Regions from separate parts of the Mus musculus genome. Here all the other regions are linked to region 3. The links are chromatin contacts, called in public Hi-C and promoter capture Hi-C maps. All regions are on one chromosome and are shown on one strand. The core of a region is the stretch at or near the end of the contact, and the rest is flanking DNA. Distances in the headings are between cores, read along the strand shown.

Region 1 (3,838 bases), core at 371-2,870, 130 kb before region 3:
AGTTAGCCGAGTAGAAGATACTGTTGGCTATTGCTGTCATTTCAAGGCAAGAGGCAGAGGTGGCAGTGGGCTCAGACAAGTCTGTGATATGTATGTACACAGGAACGGTACTGTGAGTAGAGCCCCATTTTCTTGACTTTGTGGTTTTCTTTCCCAATGCTGACTAGGTGTTAGTAGGCAATTGTATGATACAAACAAACAAACAAACAAACAAACAAACAAGTAATAGAATATTAGATTAAGGGGCTCTATGTTTACACTAACTTAAATGCCTACTTGGAGTACAAATGACAGACTCTCCAAACAAAACAAACAAAACAAAACAAAACAAAACAGTGTGATTCGTTTATTTCACAAGCTAAATAGTACAATAGTATCTTTTCCCAGCATTTAGATGTTCATTTTAAAATACACTGTCCGGTAGGCTTGGGTGGATCACAGCCACCAACAGTGGTTGATACTGTGGTTGAATGTGGCTTGTCACCCTGCGTTACCTCAGGGCTCTGCCAACAGGAAGGGCAACAGCAGATTCAGCCCCTCAGAGCCAAAATAAACCAGTTTCCTTCACGTCCTGTTCTGCCTCATGAATTTCATTGTTATCACACAAAACAAACGAATACACAGTGTAGAAAAATCACCAATAAAAACCCCAAAAACAAAAGACGAAACCCAAACACACAGCTTGGTTAATGATTTAATGTCCGTAGCCTTGTAATGACTACGTCAAATCAAGAAATAGAATCTTTGTACCCTAGAAAGAATCTTCTGTGATTTCCCCCCCCCTCTTTTCTCAAAACCAATCTCCTCATTGTGTTTATGAATGTGTGTGTGTGTGTGTGTGTGTGTGTGTGTGTGTGTGTGTGTGTGTGTGTGTATGTGAACAAGTTCCCATCTGTGGAGACCAGAGGTACTTTGTTTTCTGAGACAGTCTCTCACTGGGACCTGGGACTCAGTGATTAAGTTAGGCTAGTTAGCTGGTGAGCTCCAGGGAGCCCCCTGTCTTGTCTCTTCAGCACTGAGATATGGGCACGTGCCCCCATGCCTGGCTGTACACGCAGGAGTGCTGGGGAGCAAAGCCAGCCCCTCACGCTTGTTGTACCTCCTCTGCTGTGCTGTCTCCCTGGCCTTACTCATTTTCAGCTGGTCACTTCTGGTGCTGTCCCTAATTCTGAAATTAAAAGAGCTGATTACGTTACTCTGTTGTTATTCTGAGTATCCCACCGTGCTCTATTTTCATTTGGTAATCTAATAACTTGTTTGGGTGAATTTCTAGTTTGGCTTGGATGCCATTTTCCATGCGGCACATTGGTGATGTCCAGAGGTTTTGTGGTCACTTTGGGTCCTTAGCTAAAAAATCATTCCATTATTAGAATATGAAATAGTGAAATCGATCACTTCTTCAGACAGCTCTACCGTGGCTACAGGACTGTGTGTACTTGGCAGAGCCTCCAGTCTAGCTCTTTGCCCAGCATCAGGAAGTCAAGGCACTGACCCCTTCTTCCTCTTCATCATCAATGTTAGCGTCATGTCCATGGCTGGCTGGCCCGGTTCTGGGTTGTGAGTGAAAGAGTGGGTGAGTTGACAGACCTCTGGTGACTGATGATGAGCTGGCAAATGCCTGTCCTCAAATAGGAAAAACACTCCTAGAGAGGAACAGGAAGGCCCCAGATGGGCTGTTGATGAACACTTGCTCTGGGCTGCTAAAGTACATTTCAGCCCTAGAACCCAAACAACATTTTATTATCAACATTTTAAAACATGTGGAAGGGACGGAAGGAGGGGAAAGAAAGGGAGGAGGGAGAGACAAGAAAGGTGGGGGGAGGAGAAAGAAAGGGTTCAGAAGGGAGGGAAGGAAGCAGAAAGAGAAAGGAAGAACAGAGGGAAGTAGGAAAGAATTCCATGAGGCAGGATCCAGGACACACATGTGCCCTCCATCAGGTTTCAGTGACTCTTGGCATTTTCTGTATTTAGTTCATACACATACATATACATTCTTAGTATTTTTTTCAACAGTTTCCAAAGAAAGTGCGGGAGTCAGCTACCCGTTTCCTCTAAGTCCCTCTGCACACACCTGAAGAAGAGCATCCTCCCAGGCAACCATTATCACTCCAGGGCTGAACAGGGGTGATATCCTAAGTGACCATTATATGCAGGATATCCCAGGTGTGCCCTGGATCTCACCCAAGGGTTTTTTTTTTTTAAATCATTATCTTACAAAGACATATATATTACACATTGCCATGATGCTGATGCTTTTGGGTCTCTTATTTAGGAATATCAGTCTTTCCTTTTTCCTTCATGACAAAGACTTTTTTTTTCTTTTAGAAGTCTGGTTTTCTTATAAACATTTTTTTGGGGGGGGCAGGGTTTGCACGGCTGTCTCCTTTAGTCCTGTCAATATGCTTAGAGACTCTCTCATTGGCTTCAATAACAGCCTGATATTGTGCCCAGCATCCATCTTTCCCAGGGTAGAGTTGCATTTCTGAATACAAATGGAAGTCCCATGGCTTTTAGATACTCTGGTTGTAGAATTCCTTTCTTTTAGCTGTGAATTCTGAGAAACAAAACCATGAGAGAAATAGCATTTTCCCCGTTTCAGAAGCATGAAATGCTTCACCAGACAGTATCTACTCTACTTCCTGACCTCCCACAACCAAGAAAAACGGCTCCTACAAGCACCTTCTTAAAGACCATGAAGCAGGTTTGGAGGAGTGAAGCCCCCTGCTCACTGCTCGGGAGCTTCAAACCCAGATCTGCCTAATTCGGTGACTTTCTGCTTCACTGTAACAGTTTTGCCAGATTTAGCCCAGAACTGCAATGTTTATTGAAGAAACAACACAATACCCAGGTAGAAATAACCGTGGCATCATGAACTCACAGGAAACAACACACTTAGCTCACAGCACCCTCCTGGCCCGTTTCTTTCTGGACTCTTCTTTCTCGCCAATCTGTCACTAAGGCTTTCAGCTTTGGTGGAACTCCTTGTGTGTGTTGTCTGTCTTTCTCTGCAGCTTCTGTCACCCTGTCTGTACGGGACAGCTTGAAAATGTGCAAACACAGTCAGCTGAACCCACGCACACGTGTCTGCACTGACCCATTTTCTGCATCCAGATCATACAATGCTTCGATCGGGAGACTGAGTGCTCCCAGGGTACTTTTCAGCATCAGCTGTATTCTTAATTAGATTTTTTTTTTGAGGTGCTGTCAATCTGTGGCTATAAACAGCGCCTTCTGGTTTTCCGATGACATGATGAAAATATAAATGGATCTTGCAGATTGCATTTTATTATCTTCTGTATTAAGCACTCAGAGCTGGTGCTAGAGGGACTCGTGGTCTGATAATGCTGATTAAATAACTTCAGTCCTGGGCTTCTGTGCTGTTTCACTGTCAAGCCAAACTGAATCGATACAAGGAGCTATTATCATTGAACAAAGTATAGCAATCTAACTGGCCGGGGAGGCCTTGGGGATTTGAACACAGTTGGATGGGACTGAGGTGAAAGGGGAGCCGGTCTGTGTCACCTTTGCTGCTGACTTGTCCACGTAATCTCTTGCACAAATCTCTTAGTTTGTAGGCCCTTGTTTTACTCACCTGTCATGTAAAAAAGCATTTTCTATAATGGGCTTTAATCTAGTGTGAAGTGGGGGATACGGGTGGAAATTTCGAAAGATCTCAGGATGCTGTGCGGATGTTGATTTGAGCAGGGCCCCATGGGTGGACATGGCAGTTGTTTTGCTTACAAACAAGCTATGGCAGCTTGCCTCATGGTTACTATGTAGAGACAGGAAAGGCAGGTCTGAAATCTGTTTCAGAAAGAGAGCTTTGCTCTTCCTGGAG
Region 2 (3,627 bases), core at 852-3,351, 170 kb before region 3:
CCTTGCAAATGAGTGGGCATTGTGATATGCCTGCTTACTGCATTCAATCATTTTTTCTGTGCCTTGTTACCTTGTCACCATGGTCCATGGTCCCATTTTAGGGGCGGGGGAGGTGCAAGAGAGAGAGCTAGAGAGAATGGCACAGAGTGAAAATGAGTGAGACTATATGTACATATGATTATCTGACTGTGCCCATTGTAACCACAAGAGTATACAGGAGGCCGGTAAGGAGATGAAGTGATAGGCCAGGTGTGCTTTGAAGGTGGAAGAGGCCCTGGACCGAGGAATGCTGGTCAACTCCAATAGCTAGAGGAGGGATGGAGAACTCTCTCAGTTTCTAGGAGTAGCACTATGAAGCCTAACCTTGCACTCCCAACCCCCAGAGCTAAGTGCAATAGCTTTGTGTTGGTTTAAGACACTAAACATAAAAGCCATAACTTGTATCAGCAGTGTTCCTCCCACGCCAAGCCAAAATCACACAGAGACACCTTTGCTCATTCACACAGTAAAACTAGAATTAGCTCTCCTACTGCCCCCCCCCCCCACATTTATTCTCCTAGTAATGTTTCTCCTAGAAAGGCTTGCCTGCCTTCCTTCCTTCCTTCCTTCCTTCCTTCCTTCCTTCCTTCCTTCCTTCCTTCTTTCCTTCTTTCTTTCTTTCTTTCTTTCTTTCTTTCTTTCTTTCTTTCTTTCTTTCTTTCTTTCTTTCTGATGAAGGGGACTTGGAGGGCTAGAGAGTGAAGTTCGATGACTTTGCCTAAGTCGAGTGATTCATGAGTGAGCCTGGATGAGAGCCACCAAACTCTGGGGAGAGCATGCAAGAGATGAGCTTCTGTCAGATCAGGCAGGTGGCATGTGCCAGCTAGGCATCTGTGGGGCTTAAAAGTCATGACTTTGCAGCCCTAGACTGTAGCCCCTTACTGAGAAGAGGCTAGCGGAACTCTGTGAGAAGGGCCTACCCAGCATGTAGTAGCCGCTCGTCCTGATTTTGAACATTTGAATTGACTCCGTAAGAAATCAGTGCTGTAGTACGTTTGTTGACTGTTTAATGGCATAGGCAGTTTTTAATGCATTTGTAACTTTTCAACATGTTTTTATTTTTATTTTGAATTATTTGTTTTTATCTTCATATTATTTCTTAAACACTTTTTGAGAATGTCATACATGAGTACTATATTTATATCACTTCTATCCCCCCCTCTCCGTACTCCTCCAACATCTCCTGTGTCCCTTAACTCCTTCTCAGATTCATGACCACCTCCTTTTTAAATTATTTTTGTATACACACACACACACACACACACACACACACACACACACACACAGAGTTTTCTGAGTCCATTTTGTGTTGCCTGTATGTACAGGTATTTAGGGATGACCACATGGGATCTGATAACCTGTCAGTAGAAGATGGATCCTCCCCATCCCACCCCAGTTCAGATCCCCTGGAACTGGAGTTACAGTCAGTGGTGAGCTTCCATGTGGCTTCTGGGAACTGAACCGAAGTCCTTTGCAAGAGAAACAAATGCTCTTAACTGCCGAGCCCTCTCTCTAGACCCACATTTAAAACTCTTTATGAAGTTCAGTTTTAATAAAGTTTATAGAACCACAAGAAAAGCTTTTCTAAATTTGTGTTTCTAGTTAAAGAATTTATTCTTTTTTTTTTTTTTCTATTTTACTAGAATGCCAGAAATCCTCACCCCACCACGGGAGGTGGTACTGGTTTGATTTTAGGAAGATTCTAAGGCAGAATTTATTTTCATTTTTGTGGTGTTGAGTAGTAAGCTCAAAGCCTTGGTTACGTTAGGCAATACTCTACCACTGAGCCACATCTGCAGCCCGTTAGTTTGAATCTTTCCCCCTCCTTGTTCATATCTAGGTGTTTGGATACCAGGACTGTTTATTTTTTAAAGGCTGGGTAGAGATGGTACCTGTGACATTTGTCTGCATGTGGGGGGCCCCTCCAGGCCTTTCTGCTGGAGCTTTTCTGACTTAGACCTGCAGGGTGGGCCTGTGCTCAAGGATTGGGGTCGCTTACCCAGGGTCTGGTCACGAGTCTGGGTCACTCAGAAATAATGCCCATATGTTGGAACAGCTTGCATTAAGAATAATCTTTGTGAGCCAGTTAATACTGTGAGGGATTTTTTCCTAGAGCTGTCATTGTGCTATTTGCAGCCCAAGTTCTAACAAAACAGCTTTGCCATTTGTCATCGGGACTGTGGAAGCAGCATGTAAAATAATTATAATATTGGCACTGAGCAGTCCGCGAGAGAATGCCAGGACAACAAGGGGGACTCCTAAACTTCTGAATATTCGTGTGTAAGCTTGGTCACGTTTGTGCAGAAGTGATAGTTTTGCTTCGCTTGGGGGATGGGAAACCAGGATTTGGTCACTGTCTAGGTATACAGAGCTAGCAGGGAAAGAAATCGATTAAGTAGATATATTAAGGTGGAAATTGAGGATGAAAATATGATTCTTATTTGTCCTTTCTTCCTTTGTGTCCAGTTGAGGGCCTGCTGTACAAACAGGAGGCCTTGACTTCTATCCCAAGAACTCACACAAAGAAGGGAGTGGTGGTACACTCTTGGCATCTCATGGCCAGGAGGCACAGGGGGTCCCTGGGGTTCTCTATATGGCCAGCCTAGCCTGATCTGCAAGAGAACTCTTCTCAAACACCCAAATAGACAGTGGATGAAGAATAACATCAGAGGCTGATCTCAGTCTTCCATATTTACATTCACAGGAACATGTGTGCATATCCACACCAACAGACAGCTATAGATACACATATACTAGACACACACACACACACACACACACACACACACACACACACACACACAGAGAGAGAGAGAGAGAGAGAGAGAGAGAGAGAGAGACAGATACACACAGCCACACAGATGAACACAAACACACATAGACAAACAGATATACACAGACACACAGATACATACCAACACACACATATACATAGAGCCACACAGATACACACAGCCATACAGATACACAGATACACACAGACACACACAGACACACATAGACACACAGTTACACATGCACACAGACATACACAGACAAAGACCCACAGACACAGAGTCTCCAAGGCAGAATGTTGCCTATGCTGCTGAGCTATACTGCGTTGGACTTTCTGTTTCTTCTGAACATAAGCTTCACATAAAGTCTTTTCAGAAGAATGATTTCTGGTAAGATTTTGTGCTCATTTTAAAGCAAAAGTTAATTTTCTTTTCACTCAAAAAAAAAAAAGGTATCCCCAAGAAATACCTTTGAACGTTAGGCAGTGGGGGTGATCAGCTGCCTCTTGGGAAAGAGTTAATCTCCTTAGAACCCCTGTAAAGTCCTGAGTGACCCAACCTTCTTTTCCCTCCAGTGAGACAGAGGAACAAGAAGAGTGCAGGGACCTGGGCTAGAGCCATGCAGGACTGCCAGTGTCCTGCTTTTAGGCAGCAGCTGTTAGAGGGCCATGGCTGACTGTGGAGCAGTGTCCCTGACATGTCATTAGGATCCCACCCAGCTGGCACTGGGGACAAACAGAAAGGAAGCTGGAATGGAGTTTATTTAAATCAAGGCAGAAAGAATTAAAGCCCCATTTCACAGGCAAAAAATAGC
Region 3 (3,556 bases), core at 458-2,957:
ATAGTTTACAATGTGGTTCTGGTGGAAGATATTATATTTAGGTAGTCATTTTTGCTTACATACATGTTTGCTGTTATCTGATTTAACTTTTAAAAAAATTAACTACGAAGCAGAAGTGTGCAGGTTTGTTAATGTCACCACACCTCAGACTTTCTCACACAGTATTGTATTTAAAATCATGTTGATAAACAGCTATAAATATTCCTAGAGACTGTCCCCAATAGCAACACCGTGTATCTCTTCTAGTCACCATGACAAGCTCATTTGGCAGACAAGTTCTCAGTTTCTAGTTCACTCCTAAAAGCACATCCACCATGCCACATACATATGAAACACACACATGGCACATACACATGCACATGCCACATACACATGCACACACATACCACATGAACCTGCCACATGCACATGCCACATACACATGCACACACATACCACATGCACCTGCTACATGCACATGCCACATACACATGCCACATGCACATGCCACCAGCCCAGCATACCTACATTTTGTCACTTAACTTTGTTACAAGGCACAGTAGTCTTGACAGTCATTCTACGTTTACCCACACTTAAGGTTCTGTTTTTAATGTGGCAGAAAGTTGCTTAACTGGAATGAAATGCAAATCATGAAGGAAAAACAAAAACAAACAAAAAGCAAAAAACAAAAACCCAAGGACTCCCCTTGTGTGGAAAGTAAGACTATAAATCACTGAACTACACCAATGTCTCTCAAAGCCTTTGACCCCAAGTCTCTTGTTTGACATCCAGATGGATTCTGGCTGTCATAGTTTTGGACCTAGCTAGAAGATAAAGGGGCAGTGTCTCAATTGGGAAAGACTGTTTGTCCAGGAAGTGCTGTACAAGAAAGGGGCATACACAGTAACGGGAGGGGCCAACCTTTAAAGCCAGGCCACATTTCTGTCTCCTTCCCTGGGATCCCCACATGCCTAGTTGCATTACTTTTAAGCCAATGTGCACACAGAGCAAAGGTACAGGCATGTACACATGATGTTAGAAGCCTATAGGATCCACACTACTTGTGAAAAAATAAATCAGGAGGTTATCTAAGCATCAAGGAACAGAACGTAGGACTTCTCCATAAATGTGTGGCAGTTAATATTTATTAGAGTTTCCATAGAAATTTTTAAAAAGTATATAAACTGCTTTTTGTTCTATTTTATTTTATGACCATGTTAACTTAATTAAGCCTCCCCCATAAGATTCTGCAAAAGAAGCCAGATTTTTTTTTAAAAGAGGGTAAAATAAGAACCAAGATTCACTTCCCCTTAAATTAAAATACCATGGAGATTTGTGTTCTCTTATTTGGTGTTTCCCATTGGAGAAGTGAATTTTGTAACTGGATTCTAGGTTTCACGTGACTGTACTTCTTTCCTAATTATTTGCATGTGTTTCATCACTCACTGATCCTGCTAGTCTGTGGACGTTCCCGACCACGTAGTAATTAATGACAGAGGAGAGACAACTCTCCAGGGGACAATCGACATTTTAGAAATCTTCAGAGGGAGAGCAGATGTAGCCCGGTGCCAGCCACATACTCTTCTGTCCCTCTCTACCAGATGCTGGCTCCCTGCTTCTTTCATCAGATCCCCCAGTCTAGAGACCAGACAGGCATGACCCGGGTGACTCTGGATGTGTCTGCCGTGCCTGGAGACAGGGTAACGGGGAGGTTTCTGATGTTGCCCGTGACGTTCCCAAGAGAACGAACAGGCCTTTCTGGAGAGCCCAGTTTCTTTGAATAGAACCAACTCACTGCCAAGCCAAGCTGGCTACTCATTGCCAAGTAGAAGGGGGTGAAAGGGGATGCCAGCTCTCCCTTAGTATATTTATAGTGTGTGTGTGTGTGTGTGTGTGTGTGTGTGTGTGTGTGTGTGTGTGTGTGTGCTCTTAAGCATGCTGAGGCCAGAGGAGAATATCGTGTGTATTGTATTGGTGCCCCCTGTCTCTGCCCCTCACCCCAGCACTGAGTTAGCGTAGCTCCCACTTAAAGGCAAGTGTATAGTCACTTCCCCTTAAGGCGGCGCGGCACACTTAAAGCCAGGTCCTCTTGCTTGTGCAGCAAGGGCTCAGCTACAGAGCTCACTCCCCAGCTCTCCTCCTCCATTCGTTAGTTTTAACCATGACTCATATGCTTCGAAAAATATAAAGAAACCTTAGACAGGCTAAAACAAACATTTTCTCTGCCCTATCCCATGCACTGGGTCCTTAATCTCTCCTGTCCTTTTTCTTTTCCTTCTTTCCATTTTTTTTTTTAACATGAGGCTGGCAGGGTTGCCAGGTTATAAACTGGCTCTGCATTTCTCTGTAGCCTCAGCAGATCTTGACCTTGTGATCTTCCTGACTCAGCCTCCCAAGTACCCTCAGGTCCCACCAGGGTTCTGCATTTTAAATTACAAATGGGTTATATTCCTTCTAGTAAAACGTGTCCACCCATCAATTGCAACCCTACCAGTAGATGCAAGTCTAAACAGCCTGGCTCTGCTGCTTATGTACACTTAAAGTCATTTAGCTAAGTTCATAAAACTTGAACTAAGAACCTTACTATTCTATGCAAAATGGACACCGTAATTCCTGGTTTGTAGAGTTCTCATGGTCACCAGTCTACATATTAGCTGCTCAGATTTGTGGTTATTGAAAAAAAATAAAAATATACCAGAGTTTAGCAATAGGCTGTTTTTAAGGAATAAGTAACTCAGAATAGAAGTCATTGAAATCTTTTTGGTAAGTGTATACTTGTGACTATTCTTCTACATATCTGCCTTCAATGCATTTTTTACTTCATGGTCAGTAGTGCCAGCCAATAATCTACATCATTTTTCATCTCTCAGAGATGGCCACAAAGCTCTCAATTTAAAGAATTCATACAATGAGCAAGAATTACTCATAGTAACAGTTTTCCGGTTGGAGTAAAGATATTCCAGAGACGGGAATATCTTGAAGTGGCCATTGATAGAGAAACTTTATTCAGCATACATATCTAAATTGAGATCACTTGAAACGAGTCCTGCCACACTGGGCAGCTAGCCTAAAAAGAAACACTTGGGGAATTTGCAGACCAGCTGGGCTTGCAAGATGCATAGAAGGTACCAGATTCACGCTGCTCAAATTGGCATTGTATATTGGCAAGGCCATTTGCATACATGCTTACTTTTGATTTTAACAAATTCTTTCAGAGATGAAAGCCCAGGCCTCCTGGTCAAAAAGTAGAAAGAGTTTTAGTCTTAGACTTGGTTCATAATGATGACTGACTCCAAACTGGGGTGCAAGAATATGTGAGGTATGTAGGTGTGTGCTTCCTACTGAAAGGGCTTTGTAAGATATTAAATGCTGACCTAAATTGTGAGGTATGATGAATTAGCATTCTGCTACCATCAGTCTTCCGAATATTGTTGTGCAATGCAATTTACAACTCTATTCTAAGTACAACTCACAAAAAATCCCTTTATTTAGTTACCAAATTACTTCCCTTTCTCCTGATCTCATAGTCATGATAATGCCTTTTTTTTGTAAGATGCTCTGCTTTCAAAGCTGTTCC

What was found. Hi-C and Micro-C count contacts between places; a contact is called where the count stands out from the background. Capture Hi-C pulls out chosen DNA fragments and counts their contacts.
Region 1: a contact with region 3 is called in a promoter capture Hi-C map of adipose tissue. The contact joins two enhancer-like sites. A contact is called at or near these places in 3 of 39 promoter capture datasets (the C10 cell line, cranial neural crest and embryonic stem cells), 7 of 484 Hi-C or Micro-C datasets (astrocytes, brain, cardiomyocytes and 4 more), 8 of 115 datasets of contacts at active chromatin or transcription factors (astrocytes, cardiomyocytes, craniofacial prominence and 5 more) and 3 of 9 other capture datasets (adipose tissue, liver and pancreatic islet).
Region 2: a contact with region 3 is called in a Hi-C map of cortical neurons, with 1.6 times the contacts expected there. The contact joins two enhancer-like sites. A contact is called at or near these places in 7 of 39 promoter capture datasets (the C10 cell line, the HPC-7 cell line, cranial neural crest and 4 more), 4 of 484 Hi-C or Micro-C datasets (cortical neurons, cumulus cells and nephron progenitors), 4 of 115 datasets of contacts at active chromatin or transcription factors (embryonic basal ganglia, fibro-adipogenic progenitors, forebrain and 1 more) and 5 of 9 other capture datasets (adipose tissue, embryonic stem cells, liver and 2 more).

Annotation. Positions count from the first base shown.
Region 1 is chr5:66,847,816-66,851,653 of GRCm38.p6, forward strand. All of the region lies in intron 1 of Limch1 (LIM and calponin homology domains 1), which reads left to right. Among named protein-coding and RNA genes, the nearest start is that of Gm52776, 44 kb to the right of the region's middle. Within about 2 kb of position 1,621, at least 33 of the 459 cell types and tissues checked have an H3K27ac peak or open chromatin away from gene starts, as enhancers often do. A contact at or near this core is called in adipose tissue, brain, forebrain and 1 more, where this site is marked.
Region 2 is chr5:66,807,115-66,810,741 of GRCm38.p6, forward strand. All of the region lies in intron 1 of Limch1 (LIM and calponin homology domains 1), which reads left to right. Among named protein-coding and RNA genes, the nearest start is that of Limch1, 63 kb to the left of the region's middle. Within about 2 kb of position 2,102, at least 8 of the 459 cell types and tissues checked have an H3K27ac peak or open chromatin away from gene starts, as enhancers often do. A contact at or near this core is called in cortical neurons, where this site is marked.
Region 3 is chr5:66,977,979-66,981,534 of GRCm38.p6, forward strand. The region is part of intron 8 of Limch1 (LIM and calponin homology domains 1); the gene reads left to right. Among named protein-coding and RNA genes, the nearest start is that of Gm33040, 20 kb to the right of the region's middle. Within about 2 kb of position 1,708, at least 105 of the 459 cell types and tissues checked have an H3K27ac peak or open chromatin away from gene starts, as enhancers often do. A contact at or near this core is called in adipose tissue, brain, cortical neurons and 2 more, where this site is marked.